4 separate regions of the Mus musculus genome follow, and all the other regions are linked to region 3. Evidence: chromatin contacts called from public HiChIP or PLAC-seq data. All regions are on one chromosome and are shown on one strand. The core of a region is the stretch at or near the end of the contact, and the rest is flanking DNA. Distances in the headings are between cores, read along the strand shown.

Evidence for each region. HiChIP or PLAC-seq counts read pairs in DNA pulled down with a chosen protein or histone mark.
Region 1: a contact with region 3 is called in an H3K4me3 HiChIP or PLAC-seq map of craniofacial prominence, with 4 times the contacts expected there. The contact joins the promoter of Fzd6 here to the promoter of Klf10 in region 3. A contact is called at or near these places in 1 of 484 Hi-C or Micro-C datasets (embryonic stem cells) and 2 of 115 datasets of contacts at active chromatin or transcription factors (craniofacial prominence and embryonic stem cells).
Region 2: a contact with region 3 is called in an H3K27ac HiChIP or PLAC-seq map of embryonic stem cells, with 6 times the contacts expected there. The contact joins the enhancer-like site here to the promoter of Klf10 in region 3. A contact is called at or near these places in 2 of 484 Hi-C or Micro-C datasets (LSK cells and myocytes), 4 of 115 datasets of contacts at active chromatin or transcription factors (astrocytes, bone marrow-derived macrophages, embryonic stem cells and 1 more) and 1 of 9 other capture datasets (embryonic stem cells).
Region 4: an H3K27ac HiChIP or PLAC-seq map of extraembryonic endoderm stem cells shows a contact between it and region 3, with 3 times the contacts expected there. The contact joins the promoter of Baalc here to the promoter of Klf10 in region 3. A contact is called at or near these places in 4 of 39 promoter capture datasets (cranial neural crest, hippocampal neurons, liver and 1 more), 7 of 484 Hi-C or Micro-C datasets (the Ba/F3 cell line, the N1E-115 cell line, brown adipocytes and 4 more), 3 of 115 datasets of contacts at active chromatin or transcription factors (acute myeloid leukemia, extraembryonic endoderm stem cells and large pre-B cells) and 1 of 9 other capture datasets (embryonic stem cells).

The regions. Positions count from the first base shown.
Region 1 is chr15:39,004,292-39,009,338 of GRCm38.p6, forward strand. It overlaps Fzd6 (frizzled class receptor 6), which reads left to right and starts at 1,989. Exons shown (of 7, transcript NM_001162494.1): 1 at 1,989-2,141; 2 at 2,934-3,272. The coding sequence starts at 3,096. It overlaps Gm26704 (a long non-coding RNA gene), which reads right to left and starts at 2,778. Exons shown (of 2, transcript XR_875317.3): 1 at 1,771-2,778; 2 at 1-125.
Region 2 is chr15:39,087,651-39,092,278 of GRCm38.p6, forward strand. It overlaps a transcript of Slc25a32 not described here. Among named protein-coding and RNA genes, the nearest start is that of Cthrc1, 13 kb to the left of the region's middle. Within about 2 kb of position 2,546, at least 30 of the 459 cell types and tissues checked have an H3K27ac peak or open chromatin away from gene starts, as enhancers often do. A contact at or near this core is called in bone marrow-derived macrophages and embryonic stem cells, where this site is marked.
Region 3 is chr15:38,297,968-38,302,864 of GRCm38.p6, forward strand. Klf10 (Kruppel-like factor 10) reads right to left here and starts at 2,744. Exons shown (of 4, transcript NM_013692.3): 1 at 2,592-2,744. The coding sequence starts at 2,627. It overlaps Gm35248 (a long non-coding RNA gene), which reads left to right and starts at 780. Exons shown (of 3, transcript XR_001781645.2): 1 at 780-854.
Region 4 is chr15:38,931,015-38,935,392 of GRCm38.p6, forward strand. Baalc (brain and acute leukemia, cytoplasmic) reads left to right here and starts at 2,895. Exons shown (of 2, transcript NM_080640.6): 1 at 2,895-3,062. The coding sequence starts at 2,895.

The DNA.
Region 1 (5,047 bases), core at 739-3,238, 710 kb after region 3:
ACAGATCAGCAGAGTAGCTCCATCCACTGGCATCCACCACCCACAAATCAGCAACGGCAGTTCATGCAGAAGAAACCTCCAGCCTTGCCAGCCAGTCCGAGTCAGCAGAAGTGGCAAGAAGCCACCTGAATATCAAGAAAAGTTTTGTGGTGTGTTTGTCTCTACAAAGTCATGACAAACCATGATCAGTGAAGAAGGCAAGGTGAACCAACGCACAACAGTGCCCACTGCCTGTTGGGTTATACTTATCCCCTTCCCTGACATCACATGCCCTCTTAAGCACCTGCCCCAGCAAAACATCACATGTCCCCTTTACGGGCAGCTTTCAGAAAACCACCAAGCGTCTCATCTTAGCAAAACAATCGCTCATGAGATGTTTCCAGAAAAACATCACATGACACAACTGAGTCTCCAAAGAAACTAGAAATTTCCACTTCATTTGTGGATTTCAAATTAAAATGCTGCTACCTGGTTCTGGTATTCTAGCCTAATCAGAGAAATGTTCACAAATACTTTTCTTCTTCTGTATTTCAACCAACAGCTCTCACTTTGTATTCCAGGCTGACATTCAGTTCGCTCTGAAACCTCGGTTGGTCTTGAATTTGAGATCCTTCTGTCTTGGCCTTTCAAGTACTGCAATTCCAGGCCTGTGCCACCACACTCAGCTGAGATATATTCCTTCTATATAGAAACTTAACATTTTTCTGAGAAATATTCTTCCCACGTAGAAGGTTAATTTTCTACATAGAAAACATCTTACATAGAAACCCATTTTTCAATACATAAACTGTCTGACTTTTAATAATATTAAGATTAAGACAATTAGTATTAACATTTCTTTAACATGGTCTCGTCCTTTACAGTTGTCCTAAGCTTTTTTTTGTTTAGTTTTGTTTTCAAGGCAGGGTTTCTCTGTGTAGCCTAGCTGTCTGGGAACTCAAAGGTCTGCCTGCTTCTGCCTCCTGAGTGCTGGGACTGAAGATGTGTGCAACCATGACCGGCTTGTCCTAAGTTTTTTGATAAAGCTGGGAAAGAGTTCTCCAAAATTCATCTCTAGTTGATGTTTCCAGATTTCAAATCTTGTCTGGTTATTCGGTGGTGTCCCAAGTACTGAAATGTGACATTTTTCAGCAGCACAGTGATTCAGCTAACAGCAGTCTCCATTTAAAAGTTATTTTACAGGCTGGGACTGTAGCTTAACATAGTAGGCATGCTAGTACCAGTATGCACAAGACCCTGGGTTCTATCCCCATTAGGAACAAGAAGAAGAAGAAAAGAGGAAGAAGAGGAGGAGGAGGAAAGAAGAAGAAAGAAGAAGAAGAAGAAGAAGAAGAAGAAGAAGAAGAAAAAGAAGAAGAAGAAGAAGAAAGAAAGAAAGAAAGAAAGAAGAGAAGACACTTTGTGTTTGCCAACAAGTTCCTTTGTACCTCATACCAGAGTCCTACATATCAGGCATTATTGAATGTAAAGGACTCAAAAATTAGTAACCATTCTTGTATTCATTTATCATGTCTACATAGAGAGGACTCTACACATCCCCACGCCCCTTTTTGGTAATTTATCTGAAGTGATGGTGGCAGAGCTGGTTCTCAAAACCACGTTGACTAAAGCAGTTAACTTTCTGTGGGGCTTTTGCAGCAGTAAAGCTGTAGAACCGGCCGAAGCTGGCACCTGCCGTTCAAGGTGGTGGCCAGACTCCCCGAGTTAATAGGCTTTTCAGCCAAGAACTCAGGAAGTTCCTCGCTAACTCTGATCTCAGCTACCACTCACTACAGAGCAGATCCCCGCGGCTAAGGCTCCTCGCTTCCAGAACGGAAAGTGTGCTCTGCAGGGCACTTCCCCAACGGCCTGGGTCTCACGCCTGGGTCCGCGGTGCGAGCGGAGGCGACAGCTCGGCGGCCCCCGCACCGCGGCCGGCTGGGCTGGGCGGGGCGCAGGGCCGGTCCCGCCGCCGCGAGCCCCAACCTGCCCGCCCGACCTGGCGGCGCAGTCTCGCGGGATCGCCCAGCTCTCGCTCCCCGTTGCGGCCCCGGAGGCGGTCGAGGCCCGGACGCTGCCCCCCACCGAAAGCTCGCCCCGGCTGTCTGGGGTGGCGGGGCCGCGCGACGCCGAGGGACAGCCACCTTCCTCTGCCGCCCGAGGTGAGGCGTCCCCGGCCCGACGGGGCGGGCGGGCAGCGGCCGGGATCGGAGCCGCAGGTGCGTCGCCTCGGAGTCCCACGCAACTCCTGGAAAGTGACTCTGGGTCCCCGCAGGCCGGGGACGGAGCTGCTCGGCTGCAGGCCGGGAACAGGTGCCCGACGCGGGACCCCGGGGGCTCAGGGGAGCCTCCCGCAGTCCCCATGAGCTGACCGTGGAAGGTTTGCGCTGGGTGGAATTCGGGGTACAGGGGGCACGGGGTGAGCGCGTTGAAGGGGAAAGTGCTGGAGGTGAAGAAGCGCAAAGGAGTCACCACCCAGGCCCACTCTTCCTAGGGGGACCTCGCTCAACCCCAGCAGACTGATTTTCGCCTTTGCGAAAACAGGAAAGGCACATCCGCAGAAGTCTGCGATTGTAGAGAGAGCTAAAGTTGAAGAACTCTGTCTGGGTCACTTGTCCTCATTTTCCCCATATAGTGAGATGGCCAAGGGGCCCCTAGACCCCCTTTCTTCTAACCACCATCACCCCTTTCCTCGCTCCAACTTGCTTATGCCGTGCCTCCTCTTACCCGGTGTTTTAGACAGTATAACCCTTCATCAGCAGTTCCCTAGAATTGAGGCTTCCTTAGCAAAGTGATACATCCGCGCCCGGGCAGGTGGATATGTCTCTTGCTAGGATGGAATTTTCCACATTTTTTTCTTTCTTTGTAGCATTAGTTACCTAGCATGACATTTGACTTGGATTTGACTTTGTGACGAATGTTACTGATAACACACTTTGGGTTTGTTTTTACAGCAGTTGCCCCAGAATTCATTTTCAGGAAACAGCTTCTATCAAAATGGTACAAAGAATGCAATGAGGAATTTGTACATTTTATCTCTGATTTGAGAATCTTTTTGATGCGGAAAGGAGCATAAGAATAATCCAAGCCATGTGGTAAAATCGGAGTCTGGCAAGATGGAAAGGTCCCCGTTTCTGTTGGCGTGCATTCTTCTGCCCCTCGTAAGAGGACACAGCCTTTTCACCTGTGAGCCAATCACCGTTCCCAGATGTATGAAAATGACTTACAACATGACGTTCTTCCCTAACCTGATGGGTCATTATGACCAGGGGATCGCTGCTGTGGAAATGGGGGTGAGTGGATTTTCATGCCTATATTGAAAATTAGTTTATACGTAGTATTTTTCTCTTAACTATTACTTTTTAATCTTTAAACATAGTTTTTTTCCCAATCATATTTTTTAAAGTAGTTTTGAACATTAAGTTCCCCTCCTCCCGCTGTCATATTTTGTCTACAGTTGGACGGTTAGTTAATTTGCTTATAAAAAGGTTGCATTCATAATGAAGGGTGCTTACAGATAATAAAAATATTTTGCTTTTTTGAATTTGTGTCATTGCTTCTCCAAGACTGTGATTTCTGAATTTTTAAATTTTTAATATTTATTTGTTTGTTTGATTTTTCAAGATAAGGGTTCTTCTCTGTGTAGTCCTGGCTGTCCTGGAACTCACTCTCTAGACCAGGCTGGCCTCAAAACTCAGAGATCCACCGGCCTCTGCTGGGATGTGTGCGCTACCACGCTCGGCCCCAAATTCTGAATTTTTTTAATGGTTGACTGAACATATAATCTATATTGCTTGAGCTAAAATGAAACTTAAATGTTTTTTAAAAGTACTTGTCAAATTCATTTGACTTAGTTTTCCCAAAGCTAATAAATTATTGGAATGTTTTGGCGCTAAAGAGAATGTTTTACTAAAAGGTGACTTTCAGGCATAGCATGTAAGTGTTTTCTTTATATAAGATACTTGCTAAAAGAAAGTCCACTTGTAGGGCGAAGGGCAGTGTGACACTAACAATCGCCTCAGGCGCCTCAGTTACCTGACTCTGGTTTAGAGATATGAAAATGTCCCAGGAGGTGTGGGAAGAAAGAGCTGCCTGTAGAGACAGGAACCTGCCACACAGATCTGCTGGGTTGATAAGTTTCATGAAGAAAAAAAAGACAAGGGTATAGGTTTTGTAATCTTTCCCTAAAAAAGCTGAAGCCAGTAAAGGTTTTTTCCTCAGGTTGTCTCTGAGAGACGAAACTCCTAGAAATATAATCTAGAGAGGGGTTTTAAACTTAACTGTATTTGATCTTGCAGCTTTGAAGGTCTTCCTTTGTCTGCTGGAATAGTTAGTTGTCTGACTACCTCTTTGTAGACAGACTCCTGTCTGGGTTGGGTGGTTTTTAAATACTAAGATATAATTTTAAAAGATGTACAAGTTATAGTGTTTTAATCTTTGAGTAGTTTTTCCCAACTAGTGCAAAACCCCCCTCTTTTTTACCAGATGGGTGGGGCACTGAGGACTGAGCACTGAGCCTCTCAAATACTGCAAGGTCTCGCCCACTCAGCTACATCCTCAGCCCTGCAAGGCGTTCTGTTGAACACTCTACAAAGAATACAGGGAGACTTCCATTGATAAATCAGACCCATAAGTGTATAGTGGATATCATCACGCAATAATTACATTGTTCAGTCTGGCCGCCTCTGATGATAATGTTTTTTAATACATGCTTTAGTAAGGGTTCAGAAAGCATTTTATTTTAATCTGGTTTCCTCTCTTTATAGTAGCTACATACATTTTAGGTTTGAATGCTGACAGTGACCTTAGAAATCCCTAACATTTACACTTAGTGTCCTTAACAGCTGTGGAGCAGATGGCACATCAGCTGTTTTAAAGGGCTCTGAAGGAAGTAATAACTAGTTTGTGTTTCATGCATTATTTTTTTTAAGAACGGGTGTTTCTGTTGTACTTTTTAAAAGCTTTTTGCTGTTGTTGTTGTTTGTTTGTTTGTTTTAACTTACCTAGTTAGCTTCCCAGGTAGTTTCATGTCTGACACCATCAGGAAGGTTTTTGGTTCTGAGTGCGG
Region 2 (4,628 bases), core at 1,296-3,795, 790 kb after region 3:
AGTTGTATATGTATAAACAATTGCAAATTTGAGAATTCATAGTCTAAGAGATGAACAATTTTAAGCAATTGTAAGCTCTGATAATACTTATACTATTAATATACAAATTAAAGCTTGATTATTCAACATTTTAAAATACCGTCTACAGCACACAATTTAATTATCTGTGCTGAAGCAGGAGGAAACTCAAAAGAATAAACATTTTCTCAAATGAAATCCCTTCCTCTCTGAGGACTCTAGCTCATGTCAAATTGACATGAAAAGCAGCCAGTTGTACACTAGTTCAAGGCCAATCTGGACAGTATAGCAAGATTGTTTGAGAAGTAAAAAGAAAACAAGGTGTGAACATTGAAACTTTGAGATGGGATCACATTGCAAAGGAAGAAAATAGGCAAATGCAAGACAGAAAATTTCAGGTTAAGGAAATTTAGTGGACAGAAGGAACCTAAAACAGAGAACACATCAAACCAGAGACAGGACTTAATGAAGGGAAGGACGGAATGCTATAGAGATGTTGATGAGATTGTAAGACCCCCTTTCGGGGTCCCCCACTCTAGTCTCGGGAGTGAGAGAGCACCCAAAGAAACACGAGAATCCATTGCTGTAATCACATGAGGCAGTTTAATGACGGAGCTCCGGACCAACATGCATCTCACACAGGAGATAACGAATGTCGGCCACGAGGCTCGGAGAGCTAGGGGTTTTTATGGGGTAAGGGGCTTGGGATGTGGAATTCAGCATAGTGACACATTATTGGCTCATTCAAACATTAACAGTAAGATTACATGTCAGCAAAAGGGCATCAGGACTTTGTTTCTGTGGGCTGGGGGCTTATCTTTGTTCACATAGCGACCAGTTGATGTATGACTTTACCCGGCGTCAAGGGGCAGTAGACAGAGGGGAGGTTCCGGCCAGATGGTGTCGAGTCAGACAAGATAGCCCTGCCTGCGTCCTTGCATTCCTTTTCATCTTTACAGTTAAGAGCCCTGCCCTGGCATATGGGCTCATAGACAACTCTTTTACATGAATCACAAGTTACAAAATCTCATTTTCCTTCAAGATTTGTTTTGTTTTTTAAAGATTTATTTATTTATTTATTTTATGTTCATGAGTGCTCTATCTGCATGTACACCTGCATGCCAGAAGAGAGTATTAGATCCCATTATAAATGGTAGTGAGCTACCATGTGGTTTCTAGGAATTGATCTCAGGACCTCTGGAAAAGCAACCAGCGCTCTTAACCACTGAGCCATCTTTCCAGCCCTACAGTTTAAGTTTTATAACAACCAGTAATGTGGTACAGCAGCTGGCATCTCTCCTCCCACTGCTTCACATTCACAAATATCACATTGGTATCCTGAAATAAACCATGATCAGAAACTCAGCAGCAACACTAAATACCTGGGTCTCCTTATTCCTTGTCCTTCCACTCCGGGATAATTGATTTGGAACGCCTTCCTCAGCCTAGTCACTCATCCCCTCATCTGTATAGAGCTCCTAGGAACAAACAAATGCCAACACCCAACAGACGATGGCAGAGCATATATATATATTACAGATTTTTGTGAACTAGAGTGAAAGAGAGAACTAATATCCACAAAAATTCAGGGGCCCACAACTTGACTAAAATTTCTGAGAGGTTATAACTTGAAGTATGTTGGTATGTATTCTTTAAGAGGGAAAGACAGGTTGTTGGAAAGACATTTTTGCAATCATTAAAAAAAATCAACAACATCACAGACAGGCTGGGCATAGTAACTTAAGCCTTTAATCCCAGCACTAAAGAGACAGAGGCAGAGGCAGGCAGATCTCTGTGAGCTCAAGGCCAGCATGATCTACCAATTGAGTTCTAGGACAGTCAAGGCTACACAGAAAAACCCTGTCTCAACAAACAAACAAACAAAAAACAACCCCCCAAATAAACAACTCTAAAAAAAAAAATAAACCCCAATAACAACACACCACTTCTAGCCATTCTTGAGTTTTAGGGGCAGTTTATAACATCTGAATGTGATTCTTTAACCCATGTATAGTTACCTCTATGGCTATTAGTTTTGAAGGAGAACCAGCCCCAAAGGCTCTGAAGCAAATTCAGGCAGCAGCAGAAATAACATTATCATATGGTACTTTTGATTCAGCAGACCCAATAACTATAGCAAACAGAAATATATTCAGTGACAATTTTAGCAAGTACCAGGTTTGCTCATCCAAAAAGCAGCAGTCGAGGCATGCATTCTTTCCTGGAAACTTCTAGGAAGCGCTTGTTTTTTTTTCTGATAAGAGGCTTTGGTCTTGCTAGTGTTTTTTGTTTGTTTGTTTGTTTTTGTTTTTGTTTTCCTCCCTGTCTTCTTCCATATATGGCCAGATGAAGCATGGGGCTGTAGAGGCCATTGAGAGACTGGACTTGTTGTATTTGAAAGAAAACTATGCTTTTTACTGAAGATGGCTGGTTTGTTTGTTTTTTAAAGATAGCTTCTGGCTTACTGTAGTGAGCTCTGGTAGAAACATCATGTGATCCATGTGGCCTGAATCTGTCACCATGACCTCAGTGTCTCTTAGGCTGTGTGTAGGAAGGAGATTGTGAAAGATTTAAGAAACACAGCATGGAAGTCCAGAGTTACAAACAAGATTCCTGAGCTCAAATTGCTTCAAGACAAACTCATGTTGTGTTGCTGAATGTAGCCACCAGTGACCACAGGTTACTGGGTTCCTGAAAGGAAAGATGGGAGCCAAGACAAAGTTCTCTGATCAAGGCCTAATGTTTACTTATGAGTCTGAGCTTATAAAGGAGGGGGGAACCCATCCCCCACGTGGTCCTGGTCTTTGTCAGGATCAGTCAGGAAAACAAGCTCAGCTGCTCAGCAGGTAGCTTTTTGCAGGAAGCTGCAGGTGTGGCAGACAATAGACTTTACCTAGGTTGGAAGACTCCACCATAGGTGAGCTAGCAACTGTAGCAAACAAGGTCTGAGCCAGCCTGCTCAAGGTTGGGGGGAGGGCACAGCTGAACAGTTGATTGGAAAATTTAAAAATGAACCTAGCATATTGGCCCACAAAAGATATGCTGATTGAATCCAAGGCTGTAGCACCATAGTCCCAAAGGATGAGTGAAGGGAAAGTTCTCTTATAGGCTGCAACTTGAAGCAGTAATACTCACTACCTGGAGTGAACAGCGGTCACAAGTATAGATCGCTACCACTGTCTTAAAGACAGCGCTAATGACTGGATGGGGAAAGAAAACAAGCAGAGGTTGTTCAAGGATGTGGATGGATCTCTTTGACTGTGAAAACATTTGTGTCTCTTGCCTGTGCTTGCCACTCTGCACCATCTTAAGAATGAGGACAAACATACTATGGTGGGACCAACTCTTTCCCTCAGCTACTAGAGGGATGTTGAAGAAATTATGTTATCACACTAAGGTTCCCAAGTAGATACTCTTCATACAAGTTATAACAATATTCAGAGAAGCATAGGCCCACCATGACAGTTGGTTGAAGAAAGACAGAATTTAGCATCAGCACTGGAGTCTGTATTACCTAGAAAGTTTTAGCTACAGTAAGTAAATGAAAGGCCAAATTGAGACTTATTTTTAAAATAAATTTATTTTTCACTTAAATAAAAACTCCACAGGTACATGTTGCCAAGGGTAAGAGCTGACCCAGAATCCCATATGTGACTTAGAACATGGTTTTATTACATTTTACATATTATTTACATTTATTACATTAATTTGTTACATTCTTTGTTTTGTTTTGTTGGTTTTTCAAGACAGGATTTCTCTTTTAGCCCTGGCTGTCCTGGAAATCACTCTGTAGACCAGGCTGGCCTCAAACTCAGAGATCCGCTTGCCTCTGCCTCCCAAGTGCTAGGATTAAAGGTGTGCGCTACCACATCCGGCTAATTTGTTACATTCTTGAGGCTGACTCCATTTTGGACACTTACATTGTCCAATTAGGAGTCTAAATCGGCTTTCATGTGGACTGAGTTACATGAATCTTCATGAGTGAAGCAAGGAGAGAATCTATGCCAGGATACTAAGAAAAAAAATATTTTCAGCTACTCTGGATGGCTTATCTGTGTTGGTTTCATGCCATTTGTGACTATAAACAAAGCTGTATATCCAGATTGGTGCTGCCCATCAGGACCCAGCTTCAGAGCAGGTGAGGCTGGTGCCCCTAACTCGCAAGGCTGAGTGGAGGGAGTAGATAGGTTTCTGTAAGAAATCAGTCAGGCCTCTTCTTCAAGAAGGAAGGGAAACGGAAGCTAACAATAGGTATGTATTCATTAGAGATACATCCAGAGTCTGCTTTTTGTTTAATTCTTCAGGAATGCAAGACTTTAAGTAACCTCAAACCTTGCACAGTTTCTATGTTACCTAGCACGTTTCCAGAGAGCAGCACAAAGGTTAAGCAAACCATTTTACATCCATGTCATTTTGTAAGTGCTTGACTTTGCTGCCAAAGTGAATACATGTTGTTATCTACAGAATTTTATTTTCTATTGAAAATAATGCCTGTATCCCAAGGAAAATTAGCTCTGATTATTCCTGAACTCAAACATACTCTTTAGTTGGTTTCTTTTCTTTCTTTCTTTCTTTTTTTTTTTTTTTGATACAGTGGAAATAAAACAAAC
Region 3 (4,897 bases), core at 1,494-3,993:
TAAGACGAATGTCTTAAAATGTAATTTGACTTAAACTACTTCCAGGTTAAAGTGGTATCTAGTTACCTAAAGTCTGAAATTGGTAACTTCATCACATACGGTGGAGATTGAGTAAAATAAGTGGACACACACAAATACAGCCAGGCATGGTGGGATACATGTATAATCTCAGGAATGTGGAGGCCAAGAAGTTGGAAGTTGCATCTCAAAATGCAAAACACACAAAGCAACCAAAGAGGAAAAAAATATTTTATTTTGGTCAAGTCTCAATCTCTTAATATCTATGATTTTTATCAGATTTATTAAACACAATGCTTTTCTGTACCATAAGGGACCAGACAGGCATAAAATATGTTCTTGGGATATGCAAAAACAAACAAACAAAAAACCCCGAGTACAAGTTGGTTTTAATTTAATTAAAACATGATTTGATAACCGATCATGCTCTGTGTGCAACACCTTCGACCTAATGTCTCACATTAAAAGTTCCATGACCTGAATTTCAAAAGAATCACCAACCATCTCTACTTTCCTCTTAAAAAGAACTTCCAAATTCTTCTGGTTAAAGTAGAGGTTGCAAAAATTATGAAAAGCCTCATAAAGTGGGGGAGCCTGGAATATAAGGCTCCAGGCCAACTCTGGCTATATAACTAGTTCAGGGCCAGCCTGAACTCATAAAGACAAAGCAAAAACCTAATACATAAATAAAATGGCAATGATAATCTTAACGCTTTTCTAAAAATGCCTATCTTCCTGCTGAGTGTGGGAAAACAAGACACGGTTCTTGAAACATCACTAACAATGTAATTGCATAATCGTTCGCGCCTTTATGTAAGCTGCAATGGATGAAGACTGTAAGTGTAAAAAGCCTATAGTCACCAACTCAAAGAAAGAGGGGTGGGAAAAAAGGCAGCCAGGGGTGAAGAATGTGAGCCGGGAGGGGAAGCCGGGAGGGAGCGAAGAGCTGGTGCGAGGCAGGAAAGGGAAGCCGGGTGGAGGCAGAAGCGAGGCGGGGCGGGGCGGGGCGGGGCGCGGGAGGCCGGCGGGGGAGATCCTCGCTGGCGGGGACCGACCGATGGGGCCGCCCTAACCTCAATGAGGCTGGCGGGTGAGTCACCGGGAACACTGCCCGCCGCGCGCACGTCCCCGCGCCCCGCCCCTGCCATTGGCCGGCCGGCCCGCGGCCCGCGTCCGGATTGGCTGGGCGGGCAGGGTGGGGGCGCGAGGAGGAGGGGGCGAGGCATGTGAACAAAGCGTGATCAGCGACTGCTCCGGGCGGCGCAGGAAACGTGAACTGGGAATTGCCGCGCCGTCACCTTTCCCCTACTTCCTGAGCACGGGCCCCCGCCCCCGCTCGGCCGGGGAGGGGCCGCGGGCGCCGCCGCCAACCGCTCGCCAGTGCGCGCCGGGCGGCGCGAGGGCTGGGCGGTGTCGGCTCCCGAGTCGCCCGCCCCTTCCACCTCCTCCGAGCCGCGGTTCCCTTAGGAACCGACAGCAGGGCCGGGCCTCGTTCCCGCCCCTGGCGGAGGCCGGGGCTGGGTCACTCGGGGACGAGAAGCTCCCCGGGTGCACCCGTTCGCCGCCCATCCCTGGCCTCCGCCTCGGCTGCGGGAGGTGGGGCCGGGTCCCCGCGGAAGCCCGACCGCCGCCCTCCTCCTGCTCGCCGCCTCCGGGGAGCGGCCGGAGCCTGGGGCACTCCGCCCACTCGGCCCGCGGGACCTCAGCCTACCCGCATCTGCAGCATTCGTCCGACTGCTGTTTCCGGCAGCCTGAGCCCCCGCAAGCAGTCTCTGCAGGCTCCCAGACGTGCGGCGCCCACAGCACGGGCTCCAGGCGCGCGGCCCCACGGTTCCCGCCTCGACACGCGGCCCCCGCGTCTCGCGGTCCCGACTCCCCCGCCAAGCTGTCGGGCTCCAAGGCAGGACCCTGCCCCCTGCCAAGAGTAATCTATAGGCAGCCACCTGCCTCCGCCTCGGATGGGGAGTCCCCTCCCGACGTCTGCGGGGGCGCCGCGGCTCCCCTGGCGGCCGCAGAGTCCGCGTGCCTTCCATACCCCGCGCGAAGCCGGCCATCCCCTCCCCCAGCCCCGGGCTAGCCCAGCCCCGCGGTCTCCACCTGGCAGGGTTTCCCCCTCCCCCGAAGAGCAGGCGCCCTCCTCTCGGCTAGGCAGACCGTGAGTAGTCCTTGTCACCCCGGGTCGCATTCCTGGTGCAGACAGGGGCATCTCCCGCCAGAGCCAGGTGCAGGGCGCCCCCTCCATCTAAACCGCGCTTCCAGGGAGACAGCCCCTCCAGCTCACTCGTCTCCTGGGGTCTCCCTGAGAGTCCTCCTTGTCTCCTGGATACCCAGGATCGCTCTCCCCTGGTCCAGGTCCCAGGCTTCTTCCGACCCTTTTTTTTTTTTTTTTTTTTTTTTTTTTTTTTTGCACATGCCCTCGATGATATTCCAGCCTGCAGGGAGGAAATCCCTTGCAAGACCCCGCTGCAGCCTGGGTTCTCAGGCGTGGCTTATTTAGGGGCTCATGCTTCGCGCTCCGGCTGGCTCCCCTACACTGACCGGCAGGAAAGGACCAGCATCCTCAGGTAACTTACCGAAGCTTGCTGGAGAGAAGCGCCGAAGTTGAGCATGGTTGGCTGCCTGGCCGCAGGTCGCGAGCTGCCTGGCTGCTGGCTGCTTAGTTAGCCACAGACGGGAGCACTGAGACACTAGACGTCGACGCCACCGCGCTCCGCGCTGTCTGCCCCCCTCCCCGTGCAGGTAGCCGCTCTGCCTGCCCCGCGCCGCGGGCGGGGTAGAGGGCGGGGCCTAGTGTCGACCAATCAGCGGCAAAGGTGTGTGAGGCCTCAGCCAATGAGCTGGCAGAGCCACGCGTGATCAGCGGCTGCCCGGCTGCAAGAGGCTCTGTCAGTGGAGCGTGTACACAACCCGAGGCACCGTGTTCCCTCGGTCCAGCCCCGGGGAACTCCGGGGACCACCTGACTCCGTGACGCCCCTCGCCCAACCCTAGCCTTCAGTCCTCCGCCCATGCCCGGGGGCGGCGCCGGCGGCGGGGCATAGCTGGGAGGCGCGGTGGCGGCGACTAGGCTTTGCGGAGAGCCGGCCCCACGTGGGGGGTGGGAAGGGAAGCCCGCTCCGCCCAGTCCCCTTCGCGCCCACAGCGTCTGGGCCCGCCAGGGAGTGGGCGGGACCCCGAGCAGGAGGCGGAGGCGGAGGCTGCGAGCGCGGCTCCGAGCCACCAGACGTTCTTTGGCAGCGTGGTTCTCGTGGGTCTTGCGTGGAAGCAAGGGATGGATGAACCACTGAGCGGCATTTCTGAGCATTTGCCGGGTTTTGTCACTCTAAGCCGGAGGACTGGGGAGAACCAGGGCGAGATGGTGGCGGCGGGAGCCCTGTCACGGAACAGACACCTGCTCGCACTCACCGCCCACGCCCAAGGCGGCAGGCGCTGGCTCGTCCTCCCATCTGCAGCACAGGCACTAGCAGCAGGGCCCGCCTCTGCGCGTCCCTCCCGTCCTTCTGGGCGGTTGGAGTGGGGACTAAGGGAAGCCGGTACCAAAGAGCTAGTGGCGTGGCAGGGAGCCCCAGACCCGACGCTCGGTGGCAGAATCGAGTTTGAGTTTGATGTAGTTGAAGTTTAAAATACAATGTTCGAGCTATTTCCAAGGTGGACTCCACTTCCCCCACCCGCGGGACCACAGTCTTCGCCGACGCCCTACCAAGAAACCGCTTGAGGGGATGGGGTGAGGAAAGCATGCTTGCAGGTGGGATTCCTGACCCGGTCAAACATCGAGTTCCTGTCCCTGCCCCCTCCACCGCTCCAGGGATTGAGGGCAAGCTGAGCTTCTTAGGGAAGCCAGCTTGTGGGTGCAGCAGCCCGGCTGAGGCTGTAGCCTCCTAGTCTGAGAGCTCTTGGCTCCTCGTTGGCGCCCTATTGCCCCGCCCCCTCGCCCGTTTGTGCGGGTTCACGGCAGCTGTTGGAGCCGGAGGGAGTGATAACGGGGCTTAAAGCAAACTAGAGATTTTTATCTTCTCCCTGGGACAGGCAGATCATGAGACAAAAGTCACTGCCCTCCTGTGGGCTTTTTCAGCCTGCTGGGCTAAAAGGGCTAAAGCAGGTGCCCTTTCTCAGTCACCACAGACTAGGTAAAGGAGGGAATTTGTTTTAGAGGCCTCCAGCTCTACCAACATCTATCTGATGGTTCCTTCTGGTATACCTAAAGCCAGCCAGCAACAAATGTAATGATAATAACGTGGGCCAGAGAAGCCCTGGGTGGGGGTGGGAGTGGGGGAAGATGACTGAATGGCCTCCTGTCACTGCCTGCTCTGAATCCGCTGGAGGAGCGCCAACTCAGCAACCCAGGCAGCTCTTCCTGCCTCTCTCCACCCGGTGCCCTGCTTCTGTCTGCAGGAGTGTCCTTCCCTGCAGGCTTCCTTCCGCTTGGGCTGGCCCATCCTGTTGATCTGAGTCTGAAGGGCTGGAGCAGCTGGCCTGGGCACCTGCTGCAGCGCAGGAAGCTCTTGTGTGTGCCCAGTGGCAGGCCTGCCTGCCTGCCTTCCTGTCAGGGAGCCGCCTCCGGGAGAGGTCACAGCCAGACCCACCAAGCCTGAACCCTGTGTCTGGCGTGGTGCCCCCACACCCACTCTGCAGGCTGAGTTGTAAGGAGCGTTTGGGACTTGGAGTGATCACAGCAGGAAAGAGGAGAGAAAGGGGTAGGAGAAACTGGGTAGTGGTGACCTGGAGATTCAGAGAAAGCCTTCCCCAGGCACTTCAGACCTAATATCGCCAAATCTAAAACTCCTCTTTCTTTGTGGTCTTAAGGGGTGATCATTGCCAGTCTAGCCACAGTTGCCTCCCTCCCTCAAAAACTTAAGTGAGATCTAGTTAGTCCCCAGCTCT
Region 4 (4,378 bases), core at 1,645-4,144, 630 kb after region 3:
TATATTTGATGATATCCAACTATGGATTTTCCTGTTTTTGATTGTGCTTTTGGGTCATTTCTAAGGAATCATTGCCTGACTTAATATCATAAATATTTGCCATTTATATTTTAAAGAAAAGTTTAACAGTTTTAGCTTTTACACTTAGATCTTTGGTTCTTTGTGATTTATCTTTTGTGTAGGTTGTGAGATAGAAGATTCATTCCATTCTTTTGCATGTAGCTCTCTAGTACATTTGTTGAGAAATTATTTTTTCCTTTTGGAGTATTTTGGTATCCTTGTCCATGAATGCAAGAGTTACTCAATATGTTGTTAGTATATTTAATGTAGTGGTGCAAATGACCACATATGTTATTACACATTAGTGCAATCTGCAGTTATTCATTAGACTAAAGAAATGTCAGTCAGACATCCTATTCTGGTTCATTTTGAAAATTAGAAGACAAACTCTCAGTAAGTGGTTGAGTACTAATAATTTAATTTATATCTTAATTCAGACAAAATTACCACTGGGCATGTGTTCTGGATCTGAGCCTAGACAGGGCTTCATGAGCCAGGGTTCCCTCTGATGTAACATCAGAGATTCTTCTCAAACATGTTACCAACCTCTTACACTTCGATTTTCGTTCATTGAGGGAAAATACTTGCAGCCATTTCTTTATGACTTTGGACAGACTTTCTGATCACCTTCACCAGGGATAGCAAGGTGCTGAGGTTGAGGAGCAAACTTGTTCTGCATGTGGCTGCCAGCTACCATTTTAAACTTCTGCAGTCTGCCCTCCTACTCGGCTTCATTTCTAAAATAGCCAGAAGCTTTGGCAAGAAGCCACTGGTCGCAGTTTATCAAGCAGCGGCATGTCTGTTTCCCAGCTTTTGACAAAGTCAGTCATTTGGTTTGTCTCCGGGATGGAAATTTTGTGGAAGATGTTCACATTAGGATGTTGCCTCTCTAGGGGCAGGCAAATTTTAAGGAGCTGGCAAATTTATCTCAGTTTATGATGCTTTTCCAGAATCCACTGTGAGACAAATAAAGATAAGCATTTTGCCCATAACCCTCAGAATAAGCAAGAGCATTAATCTGTTAGATGGAGATCTGTATGTAGCAGCTACATCTATGATCATAATATAAGGATCCTGTGCAGTCTCTAAAGTCCTCTGCCTCAGAATCTAGGGGGACTTTCAGAAATCCATGTTCCTGAGTCTCTACTGAATCAGAAATCTGGGCCAATGGATGTCAGGATTTGCATTTTAAGACACCATTAATGGGTTTCCTAAGCACTAAGGTTGAGAGCAGCCTGCTTGGGAGTTTTACTAGGAGGAAGCACTTGCTTGTACCCCAAGCCTCAGAAAAGCACAGGTCTAGAATTAGACTTCAATGTCTCCTCCTTTACAGTAAGGGCAAGTCCCCCACCCCAGGCTGGAGTAGGAAGAGAGTGGTAAGCAACAGATAAGCAGATGGCACCCAGCATCAATGCAGGGGCTACTTTAGTCACTGAGCATGGATCATGGTTCCTAGTTCACAGGGCTCCTGTGAGGGTTAAAGGGGCAACATGCACAAAGGCTCTAACGATGTCTGACACAGACAGGGTAAGCATTATTTATGGCCTAGCACCAGCTGTCTCTTCCTCACAATCCTCTCTTTAGCCATGTTGGTTACATTCTTAACTTATGACTCACACAATCAGCTAAGTGCTTACCGACTAGCCTACCGAGCCTGGCCTATAAGCTGAGATGTTCTGATAGCAAGCTAAAAAAATGAGGCCAGCCAGGGATCGTTGCCATATGTAACCTTTCTAGATTGCTTAAGAGGGTACCCCAAAAGGTCAGCCACAAACCCCGTGTTTCTGTTGTGTGAATCTAGCTTGTATTTCTTACCAAAATGTGAAAATACAGAAAAAGGACAAAGTAAACTACATTTCCCTCTGTTACCCAGAAGTGTAGCCTATACAAAAGACTGGCTGGTCACTTTCAGCAAATCAGCTGCAGTCATGAGCCCAGGACCTCCTGGGCTCAGAAAGGGCCTGGCTCAAATTCAAAGCTCAGTGAACACTGTCTTGACACTCTTAGTCATTTTATTTTTGAATTTGAGTCATACAAGTGAAATTCAAGGCCCCTGGGTACAGCTTCCTGTTGTGAGCCAAGTCCCAGATGGTGGACGGCCATCTAGACTAGGCTGGTGGAGGAAAAGGGATGGCCTCTCTGGCTGTTCCCTCATGCCCGTAACTCCTGTGGCATCTGGCTGGCTTCTCTCCGCTCATTTGGCAGATCCCTTCTTTGATCCCTGGGCCTTTTTCTCCTACAAATCAGGTACTTGTTGTGTGTCCTGAATTCCCATCTTGTCCTCCTTTTGCTTTTTAGTGAGGTCATTTATTTGAAGTTCTGTGTTTCTTGGCATTTGTTGTGGGAGACACACTTGCTCAGTCCAATAGGTGGAGACTAGGAAAAATTATCTTTGTGTAACCGTCAAGAGAGTGACCTTACTTCTAGGAATTTATCCCAGAGAACCACTAGGAATAAAATTATTAATCAAAAGGAATGTTATTCCAGTAACATCTAGCATTAGAACGTGGAAACAAATATCCAGTTAGAGGGCATTGGTTAAATGATTGCTTGTTCGTACGACCAGCAGACGTGTAAAAAATAACATGGCCGAGTGTTTAATAATGTGGAAAAGTTGCCATCAATGTGTTAAGTGAAAACTTCAAGCTACAAAGCTATTTTTAAATCTTATTTTTAACGTAAAAACACACGTATTCTTACAGGAAAAGATAGCTTTACCAGGTGGAACTTGAGGCCACCTTTTGCTATTAGCTGCCCTTTCTTTGCCACCTTGGGATTGCTTGTAACAGCTGCCATTTGCAAGCCTCTGGTGCCATTCTCTCCTTGCCTCCCCAGGTGTGCTGGAAGACGGACTGTCCTCTAACGGGGTGCTCCGACCTGCAGCCCCGGGTGGAATAGCCAACCCAGAGAAGAAGATGAACTGTGGGACCCAATGTCCCAACTCACAGAACCTCAGCTCAGGCCCTCTGACCCAGAAACAGAATGGCCTCTGGGCCACAGAGGTAGGGTCAAAACTACAACATCAACTGGGGATGGAGAACAGGGGTGGAACTTACAAATCGGGACCACCAGCACTGTGTCCAGGGAAGGAAGACCTCGGGACCTCGGGAATCGAGGTTTTCCACCACTCAATGTAAAAACTTACTGCAAATGCCATTTTAATCCTTTCCTTGTGGGCTGTTGAGTTTTATTTAACTTATAGAAACGAGTCCTAGAGAGTTGCCCTCTGGAGGAAATGTGTGTTGGTTCAGGTACACAGCTTTGTCCAAAAGTCTCCTTGTGTTAGGCAGCAAAGCCAGCGGAAGGAAACAAAATTGGCATTGTACCTCATACCCTCTAATCAGCTGGTCAGTGCAAGGGTCTTCAAGGGTGACTCTTGTAAAATATCATACCAGCATCACCAGAAAGCTTGCTGTTTGAAAGAAGGCTGGATGCGGTCCTGGACCAGGCTGGCATCCTTTGATCCCTTACTTCCCAGAGGTTCTCCTGCTGTGCCTGGCTCCTCCATGGGGTAGGGCTGGGGGAGTGAGGGCTGCAGCCCAGAATGAAAGCTCTGAGCAATTGGAGACTCTGCAGTCTCTTCCTCCTCCTCCTCTTCTCCTCCTCTCCTTCTTCTTCCTCTTCCTCTCCTCCTCTCCTTCCTCCTCCAATTTCCTCATCTTCCCTGAAGTCCACCATTTACTTGAAGGTTCAGAACCCACTGATCCCACCTGTCCCAGCTCTGGCCTCCTGCATCCCGAGGGCACAGTTTCCTACCTAGTGATGGTATTCTTTTTGTTTTTTCTTCTGATCAGTCCCTTACATGGTAGTTTATTTCCCAAAGCACTTTCTTTTTCTGAGTTGATAGATCACAAAAGCATTGTTTTGTGTAGATGAAGACAAGGATCAAGTTTTTCCGTTACAGCAAAGACATTGTAAACATGTACATGGACCTTAAATAGCATACAATGCCATGGGGAAGAATGAAAACTAGCTAAACCCCGAGGTGACCAATTTTATTCCATTTCACTGTGTAACAAAGCTTATCGTTTGCAAGAATTTTGCGATGGAATTCCTTTTCACATCATTAAGTTGCTTTCAGTGGCTTTGATCAGCAAACCAGTTTCAAATTTGTCTCCAAAGTTCATTACCCGAGGAGACTTGTAGAGTCAATCTTTCAGAATCTCAGGTTTCTTAAACATATAGTGGAAATAAAATAATATCCAAAGGAACAGACAGATGGGCCTCCTCTTATAGACTGCGATACAAAGAACAATGGGAAGGAGGGACAAACATGATAGCTGGGCCCACAACACAATGACCTCATTAAGTGGAATGC